Regions from separate parts of the Mus musculus genome. Here regions 1 and 3 are each linked to region 2. Evidence: chromatin contacts called from public promoter capture Hi-C data. All regions are on one chromosome and are shown on one strand. The core of a region is the stretch at or near the end of the contact, and the rest is flanking DNA. Distances in the headings are between cores, read along the strand shown.

The links. Promoter capture Hi-C pulls out the DNA fragments that hold promoters and counts their contacts. Capture Hi-C pulls out chosen DNA fragments and counts their contacts.
Region 1: a contact with region 2 is called in a promoter capture Hi-C map of embryonic stem cells, with 5 times the contacts expected there. The contact joins the promoter of Rpl10l here to the promoter of Rps29 in region 2. A contact is called at or near these places in 4 of 39 promoter capture datasets (cranial neural crest, embryonic stem cells, hippocampal neurons and 1 more).
Region 3: a promoter capture Hi-C map of adipose tissue shows a contact between it and region 2, with 4 times the contacts expected there. The contact joins the promoter of Jkamp here to the promoter of Rps29 in region 2. A contact is called at or near these places in 1 of 484 Hi-C or Micro-C datasets (CD8 T cells) and 2 of 9 other capture datasets (adipose tissue and liver).

The regions. Positions count from the first base shown.
Region 1 is chr12:66,283,102-66,285,801 of GRCm38.p6, reverse strand. It overlaps Rpl10l (ribosomal protein L10-like), which reads left to right and starts at 1,401. Exons shown (of 1, transcript NM_001162933.1): 1 at 1,401-2,423. The coding sequence starts at 1,445. The coding sequence ends at 2,089.
Region 2 is chr12:69,157,780-69,160,479 of GRCm38.p6, reverse strand. It overlaps Rps29 (ribosomal protein S29), which reads left to right and starts at 1,294. Exons shown (of 3, transcript NM_009093.2): 1 at 1,294-1,483; 2 at 1,720-1,819; 3 at 2,659-2,700. The coding sequence starts at 1,422. The coding sequence ends at 2,667. It also overlaps Rn7s1.
Region 3 is chr12:72,084,466-72,087,165 of GRCm38.p6, reverse strand. Jkamp (JNK1/MAPK8-associated membrane protein) reads right to left here and starts at 1,327. Exons shown (of 7, transcript NM_024205.2): 1 at 983-1,327. The coding sequence starts at 986. L3hypdh (L-3-hydroxyproline dehydratase (trans-)) reads left to right here and starts at 1,853. Exons shown (of 5, transcript NM_026038.2): 1 at 1,853-2,517. The coding sequence starts at 2,010.

The DNA.
Region 1 (2,700 bases), core at 152-2,651, 2.9 Mb after region 2:
ATGTACATTGTGGGTGGTCATTGTACAGTGGGGGGCTAGGCAAAAAAGTACCCATGGAGTGTGCCAGCCTGGCCTCCCTTTCTCTGTTAACCTTCTGACTCCTTATGAGTATGTGGAAGTTATAGGCATGAGTACAGTAAAGAAAACCGCCATCCTAATTCTCTGTAGGACATATTACTTCGGGCCATGTAACCCAGGGTTGGTTACTTCCTGAATTTTTGAAAAAGGTTATCAGATAAACCATTATGATACCACTCACTATTTTAAAAATTCTATAATTTTGGAAGCACAAGGCAAGATCTGGACAGGTAGAAGTACCTAATATTGCATGAACTCGGATTAGTCATTTTATATTTACCTTACAGATTTCTTGCTTCCCAGGCTTATGATACATTCTGCGGACACAGTACATATCCATGAGTGAAAATATATTAAATAATGTTCATGTTATCATCATTTTTTTCAGTACTATAAAGTATGACCTTCTTGTGTTCTTGCATATATTTTTGAGCGACCAAGTCTATTCATCATACTATAGTCAATGAGAATAATTGTGTAAAATTCTTCAAAGCCTATGCTAAACAGCCTCCTAATTTGTAAAATGGTTGAGCTGTGATATGTGAAGCACCTTAACAATCACTACAGCCTTCCTTTTTAGTTTAAAGGTTCCATGTTCATTGTACTCTGGGGCTTCACATATGCTGGGCCCCATTTTTCTGTTACTACCTAGTACGTATGATTAGTCTTCCCTAACTATTCCTCTGTCCTAATCAGGACGCCATACAGGATTTCAGGGGTTATATTCTCTTCTTCTTTTCCACATTTATCTAAAATGAGACAGACTAGTACCACTTAACTCCTCTAATTCTGTACGCCAAATATGGAGATAGCATGCCGTTTTATCTCCACACTCATGTACATAGTAAGGAGTCCAGAACCACTTGCCCAAAAGAGGAATCAAAAGTTATGGGTCTAGGGTCACTAAGAAATTCACCATGACCATAAATCTTTTTTTTCCCCCACTTTGGCTTTTTGAGACAGGGTTTCTCTGTGCAGCCCTGGTTGTCCTGGAACTCACCCTGTAGACCAGGTTGGCCTCGAACTCAGAAATTCGCCTGCCTCTGCCTCCCAAGGGCTGGGATTAAAGGTGTGCGCCACCACCGCCCAGCTGTAAACTTTTGTTTTTAAGCCTACTACAAAGCTTAAGGTCAAAGTTCCAAATTCGGTGGGCAGTGGTGGGCTTTCTTCGGCCTGAAAGAAACCTTTCAGTATTTACCACTGAGGCCTGCGCAGGCGTAGAGTGACCCGGAGATTGAGTGGAAAGGTCTATCTTCAAGTCTTCCTCAGTCTCTATGATTCCCGCAAGGCTTGATGGGTAACAGAAATTTGGCCTCCATTTTGCGGCTGGCGGTGGGCACGCACGGCTGAGGTTCCTGCTGTCGCCATGGGTCGTCGTCCGGCTCGCTGTTACCGGTACTGTAAGAACAAGCCGTACCCAAAGTCCCGTTTCTGCCGAGGCGTCCCCGATGCGAAGATCCGCATCTTTGACCTGGGTCGGAAGAAGGCGAAGGTGGATGAGTTTCCACTCTGCGGCCACATGGTGTCGGACGAGTATGAGCAGCTCTCCTCGGAAGCCCTGGAGGCCGCACGCATCTGCGCCAACAAGTACATGGTGAAGAGCTGTGGCAAGGACGGCTTCCACATCCGCGTGCGGCTGCACCCCTTCCATGTCATCCGCATCAACAAGATGCTGTCGTGCGCAGGTGCCGACAGGCTCCAGACCGGCATGCGAGGCGCCTTCGGGAAACCACAAGGTACGGTGGCGAGAGTCCACATCGGCCAGGTCATCATGTCCATCCGCACCAAGCTGCAGAACAAGGAGCACGTGATCGAGGCCCTACGCCGAGCCAAATTCAAGTTCCCCGGCCGCCAGAAGATCCACATCTCCAAGAAGTGGGGCTTTACCAAGTTCAACGCAGATGAATTTGAAGACAAGGTGGCGGCCAAGCGCCTCATCCCTGATGGCTGTGGAGTCAAATACATCCCTGAACGAGGTCCTCTGGACAAGTGGCGAGCCCTGCATTCCTGAGGACTTTGCTGGCAGAAAAGAAGTACAGATGAGGTTATAGTTTGAAAAACGTTAATTCCGTTTATTGACTTTAGAATGTTACTTTGCATAGTATAGACCATTACAATGGAAAGTACCTGCCTTAAGAAACAAGAAAACTGCAGTTTATAGAGAAAGAATTTTCAATTTTGACCCATGTACTTAAAATTTTTGGTGTATACTGCAGTGTAGCAAATGTTTTGTGGTGACGGTATAAATGGTACTGTTTGTTATCTTGGATTAAGAGTGGCTAGAGAAGTTGGAAGACGTGTGAGAAGTTCTTTATAGAGAATTAAACATGAAAATTACATCTCAACTGTAGCTTTGGTTGTTTTGCTTTAAACTTGTCAATACTATTTTTAAAATTACCCATAGCCTCAGGTTATCAATCTTAGAACAGTTGGGTGTACTGAAAAAGGATTTTCTAGACAAACCTTACATTGTCCTACACTCAGGAGACAGTGATCCAATCTTTTTTTCATCACAGAAAGGTTATAGGTGACAACCGAGTTTATATTGCTTGTATTTGGATCCCAGTGGAATCAACAAAGAAGAGAAAATGACACTAAATCAGCCATCTGTTCTGCGGGGGC
Region 2 (2,700 bases), core at 45-2,544:
GTATATGTGTGTGTGTGTTTGTGTAAAACACTAGATTTGAAGACTGACAACAGACATTAAATTATATCTGGTCTTTAAATCTGTGACTCTTTCATTATGAAATAATTGGGTAAGGATTGTCTACCAAAATTTTGAAGTAGCATACTTTAAAGTTTTTTTTAAAGTTTCTATTAAAAGTCTTCTACAAAAGGCTTTTTTTCTTAATTTTACTCTGCTACATTCTAGATTTAGTTAAAGCTTTTATTTCAGGGGGCAGGGCTTTGTGCAATTTTAGGTTTTATTTTTATTTTATATATTTTTTATTTTTTATAAATTTGTCTTTTGAAGTTTGTCGTTACTTGTTTTGCTATTAAATTATCTGATGAAAACAACTTTTATTTTATATTACTTTTCTTCATATTCATCCACTTAGCCTGCGTTTGGTGGCACAAGCAAGCCCATTATTAGAGGCTGAGACATTAGGATAGGGAGTGTGAGTCTATTATGGGCAAAATGAGAGTCTTGGGCCAGTCTTGTCTACACAAAAACAAATGAAAAGTAAATGTAGGCGATTATATTTAGGTATCAAGGGTGGTATACTCACATATACGTAAGACCCTATTTTCCATCCATGGAATGATGTGGATTTCTTTTTGGAGTATATGAGGTCAAAAGATTTAATAAGAGGCCCCTATCGTTGACTCTTACTCATTACACTTGATTTAAGTTGTCATATAATTTCACGCCAGTAGGTGTCAGTAGTGAGTAAAGGAAAAAAAAAATCACGTTTGTAAGCGAACGTTTGTGTTAAGACAATGTAAAAAATTAAGGTTGAAATGTATTATATGAGAAAAGGGTGAATTAAAAAGAAAGTGAGAATAATGTTAATATTATTAAGTGTCCAAAAAGAGACGGGGTCTCGCTATGTTGCCCAGGCTGGAGTGCAGTGGCTATTCACAGGCGCGATCCCACTACTGATCAGCACGGGAGTTTTGACCTGCTCCGTTTCCGACCTGGGCCGGTTCACCCCTCCTTAGGCAACCTGGTGGTCCCCCGCTCCCGGGAGGTCACCATATTGATGCCGAACTTAGTGCGGACACCCGATCGGCATAGCGCACTACAGCCCAGAACTCCTGGACTCAAGCGATCCTCCTGTCTCAGCCTCCCGAGTAGCTGGGACTACAGGCGTGCGCCACCGCGCCCGGCGAGCGCTGAGAGCGACGGGGAGATACTAGAGCTGCGGCGGGCCGTGACGTCACTCACTGTGCCCGCCCAGCCAGCCTTAGAAATGTCACTCAGAGCACGCGGACCAATGTTGTCGCACGGCGTACGCGTCACGTCTTAGCGTTGTATTCTGGGTAGCGTGTAGCTCCAAAAAACTTTGAAGAGCGCCTGCGCGAGCCGACTCGTTCCTTTCTCCTCGTTGGGCGTCTGAAGGCAAGATGGGTCACCAGCAGCTCTACTGGAGTCACCCACGGAAGTTCGGCCAGGGTTCCCGCTCTTGGTGAGGAGCGGGTTGTGGAGACCGCGGTTAGAGGGAAGGGCCATTGTTGGTGACTGGGTGTCGGAAATTCAAGGCCCGCGGGCGGCGCGCAGGGCGTTCGGTGCTGCCGTCGCCATTACGGGCTTAGCTAGGCCGGGCCGGGCGGGCCCTGCTGCGGGTGGTGGGGAAGCTGAGGAGTGCTGTACCTTACTGTGGCGGCTCCATTAAGGCCATCTCCTTGTCCTTCCTCCTCCCAGCCGCGTCTGCTCCAACCGCCACGGTCTGATCCGCAAATACGGGCTGAACATGTGCCGCCAGTGCTTCCGGCAGTACGCGAAGGACATAGGCTTCATTAAGGTACGCGCGGTTGGTCGCTGCCGTCCACGATGCACACAGCGGAGGGTTTTAAGAGTTCCAGAAGGGAAGGGTGAAGGGTTTAATGCCTGGTCAGATTTAGGTGTCAGGTGGGTAGGAGGTGGTGCAGTTTCTACATAGTAACTGAATATTCCTAACCCAATACGTGTCTTAAATTTCTGGCCCAGGATGTTTGATCATACTGGGAAGAGCTCTAGACTTCACACACCGAAACCTAAGTGAATCTAGTGAACACACTGCTATGTTTTAGCCAGGGTTTTGGCTTTTTATTTGTTCTAAGGTTGATGTCTCAAAAGTCTCCTTTTTTGGTCAAAACCACTGTATATATATTTCATCTGCTTTTTATTTGTACCAATTTTTTTAAAAAGTATTTTAACCGGGTTTCTCCGTAGCCCTGGCTGTCCTGGAACACAGATTCTCTGCTGGGATTAAAGGTGTGCATCACACCCAGCTGCGGGACCAGTTTTAAATAAACTTGTGTTTAATGGGCCTGCATGGTATTTGACACTGCTGAGGTGCAGCAGAGAGTTTTAAGCTCAGACTTACATTATTGATGAAATAGTTACTGTAAGCCTAGCCTTACAGTTTAGAGACTTGAATGACTCAAGTGTGTCAGGATCGGTCCCTCCTCCGTCTGGTCTAGGTTTTTTCGGGTTAAGATGAACTGCAGAAACGGGCTATTTAGTAACTCCGGAGTACATGACATGGTTAATGTAATTTTGTGTGGTCTTGTATCGGGGAATAACTAGGGGGAACCAGTGGAAATAAATGCCAGAATCACAGTCTAAGTAATAGACTCCGTTTTGTTTTTTTCTTTTCAGTTGGACTAAGCGACCTTGAATGGATTCGACTGACTACTACCA
Region 3 (2,700 bases), core at 78-2,577, 2.9 Mb before region 2:
TATTGTGTTTTCATGTGTATTTGTGTTTTGCCTGCATTTATGTCTGTGCACCATGTACCAGCCAAGTTCCCGCAGAGGCCAAAAGAGGAGAAAGTCAGAAAGGGATATAGGAGCCACTGAACTGCAGTTACTAAGGGTCCTGAGCCGCTGTGGAGGTTCTGGGGATCAAACCCCACGAAAAGCAGCAAGTGCTCTTAATCACTGAGCCATCTCTCCAGCCAATCCTTAACACCTTTTTTAAACACAACTGAACTGTAATGAGAAGGAAGTCCCTTCTCCATGGGCTTTGCGTCTAAAAGATCTCAAAACCAAGGCCAACAAACCAAAGCTCATTTACCTAACGAGAAGAATCTGTACAACCTTTCATAGCCATTGGTGAGCTATAGCTAAAATGTTGTCCTTGTTTTTTTCTGCAGCAGTCTAAGACCCTTTGTGAAGGGCTTAATGTATTTACATTTGATGTCCAGTGTAATAGTGCACGCCTTTCAACCCAGCACTATGGAGGCGGAGGCAGGTGGAACTCTGCGTTCGAGGTTAGCCTGGTCTACAGAGCAAGTTCCAGGTCGACTAAGGCTACAAGGACAAACCCTGTCTTGAAAAACAACTATTACATTTGAGGTTGAAAAAGCAAGTCTCGTGGCAATTAGGTTCTGCTTCCTTGTCCTGTTCTAACTCTGCTTCTAATTCTGAAGTCAACCACCAGGAATGCTTTCCTGGACAAGAACAAAGGGACTGAAGGAAGGGACACAGGAAGAGCACAACAAAGACTCAGCCTTTAATTCTGCACAAGCGCTCTTCTCCAGCCATTCTGGAGCAGACCATCCCAACCCCGGGAGAAGTCAGTGCCTGGGCTCAGCGCAGCCAAGGGCCAGGCTGCTCGCTGCAGCAGAGCTGTCGGCCCGATGGCGAGCCCAAGACAATGCGAGGAAAAGCAATAGGAAAAAAGGACAGAGACACGCCCGCAGCCTAATCGACCACTTACCCATTGGCCACACTAGGTTCCCCTGAGAAGCCGGGGATCAGCGGGTCCGAACGCAGCGCCCGAACATCCGGGCCACAGCGCTCTCAGCCGCTCCGCCTCCCGCTAGCCTGGCAAGCACGCTGGAACCCCGCCCCTGCTACATTCGGCTCCGAGTCCCGCCCCACCACCGCTTCCCCCGCTAGGGGTGTCGGGGGTGCACGCGGCGGACTTCCAGGCCTAGGATTCCCAGAAACCTAGTTTCCTAATCTAGGCTTGGAAGCCTCTCTCTCTCTCTCTCTCTCTCTCTCTCTCTCTCTCTCTCTCTCTCTCGCTTCCGGGTTTGAGCTCAGAGGCTCCACCTTTTCCGGGTCCAGACTCAGGTCTCGTCCCCGCCCTGCCTCCAACTTGAACTGGTCTCCACCGCCTCCAGTGTCTCTTTGAAGGGGCCCTGAGGTCCCGCCCCCGTTTCCTAGACGAAGCTCGTAGCTCCGCCCACCCCGTGCATTCAAGTCGCCGAGGCCTCGCTCCTACCCTGCATTGAGGTCTCCGAGGACCGCCCCCATCGTGCGGGCTAGTTTTCTAGGCACCGCCTCCGCAGAGTAGTCTCTGGAGCCCCGCCCCTATTTTATTGGCTCCTTTTCTAGGCCCTGCCCCTGCCGCGTGTCTAGTCTCCGAGGCCCCGCCCCCGCCGAGCAGTCCAGCCTCCGAGCCCCGCCCCGCTGCTGGAGCAAGTTCCGAAGCCCCGCCCCCTCCGTGTGTTCAAACCTCTGGAGCCACGCCCCCATTTGGGGGGTCTAGTTTTCTAATCCCTGCCCACGCTCCCTGTCCTGTCGCCCAGGCTCGCCCCTGTTGGGAGTCTAACTCTGAATCCTGCTAGCTCGGGCGCGCCCAGTCTAAGATTCCGGACGCTGGTCGCTGGGTGATCTCTGCTCGCCGGCTTGGCCCTGAGATTGCCACCGGTTCTGCGCGTTCTCCCGTTGGGTTTGGCGCTTTCTCCCTGCTTGGAGAGAGCACCACCGCGCTGTGCGGCAGTCCCTGGACGCAGACAATGGAGGCGGCGCTGGCAGTGACCCGGCTGCCCCCAAACGACCCGAGGACGCCAGCACTGTCGGTGGTGGACATGCACACAGGCGGCGAGCCTCTGCGCATCGTGCACGCCGGGTGTCCGGAGGTGGCAGGGCCCACGTTGCTGGCCAAGCGTCGCTACATGCGTCAACACCTCGACTACATCCGGCGGCGGCTCGTGTTCGAGCCCCGCGGCCACCGGGACATGTACGGGGCCATCCTGGTGCCCAGTGAGCTGCCAGACGCACACCTAGGCGTCCTGTTCTTGCACAACGAAGGCTACAGCTCCATGTGCGGTCACGCGGTGCTAGCGCTGGGCCGCTTCGCGCTCGACTTTGGACTGGTGCCCGCTCCCCCAAAAGGCGCCCGGGAGGCTCAGGTCAACATCCACTGCCCGTGTGGTCTGGTGACCGCCTTCGTAGAGTGTGAAGGTGGCCGCAGTTGCGGCCCTGTGCGCTTCCACAGCGTCCCAGCCTTTGTCCTGGCCTCAGGTAAAGGGTGAGACTCACTAGACCCGGTTGAGACAATCCGCGAATCTAACCACTGCTCTGTGGCTGAATATATCTGCGCAACTAACCCACCCTGCCTGCCCTTGCGATTAATAAAAAGGTAATTCCAAATTACTGCAAACACGCTTCAGTGTCTTTGCCTTACAGGTTTGGTGGATGCAATTC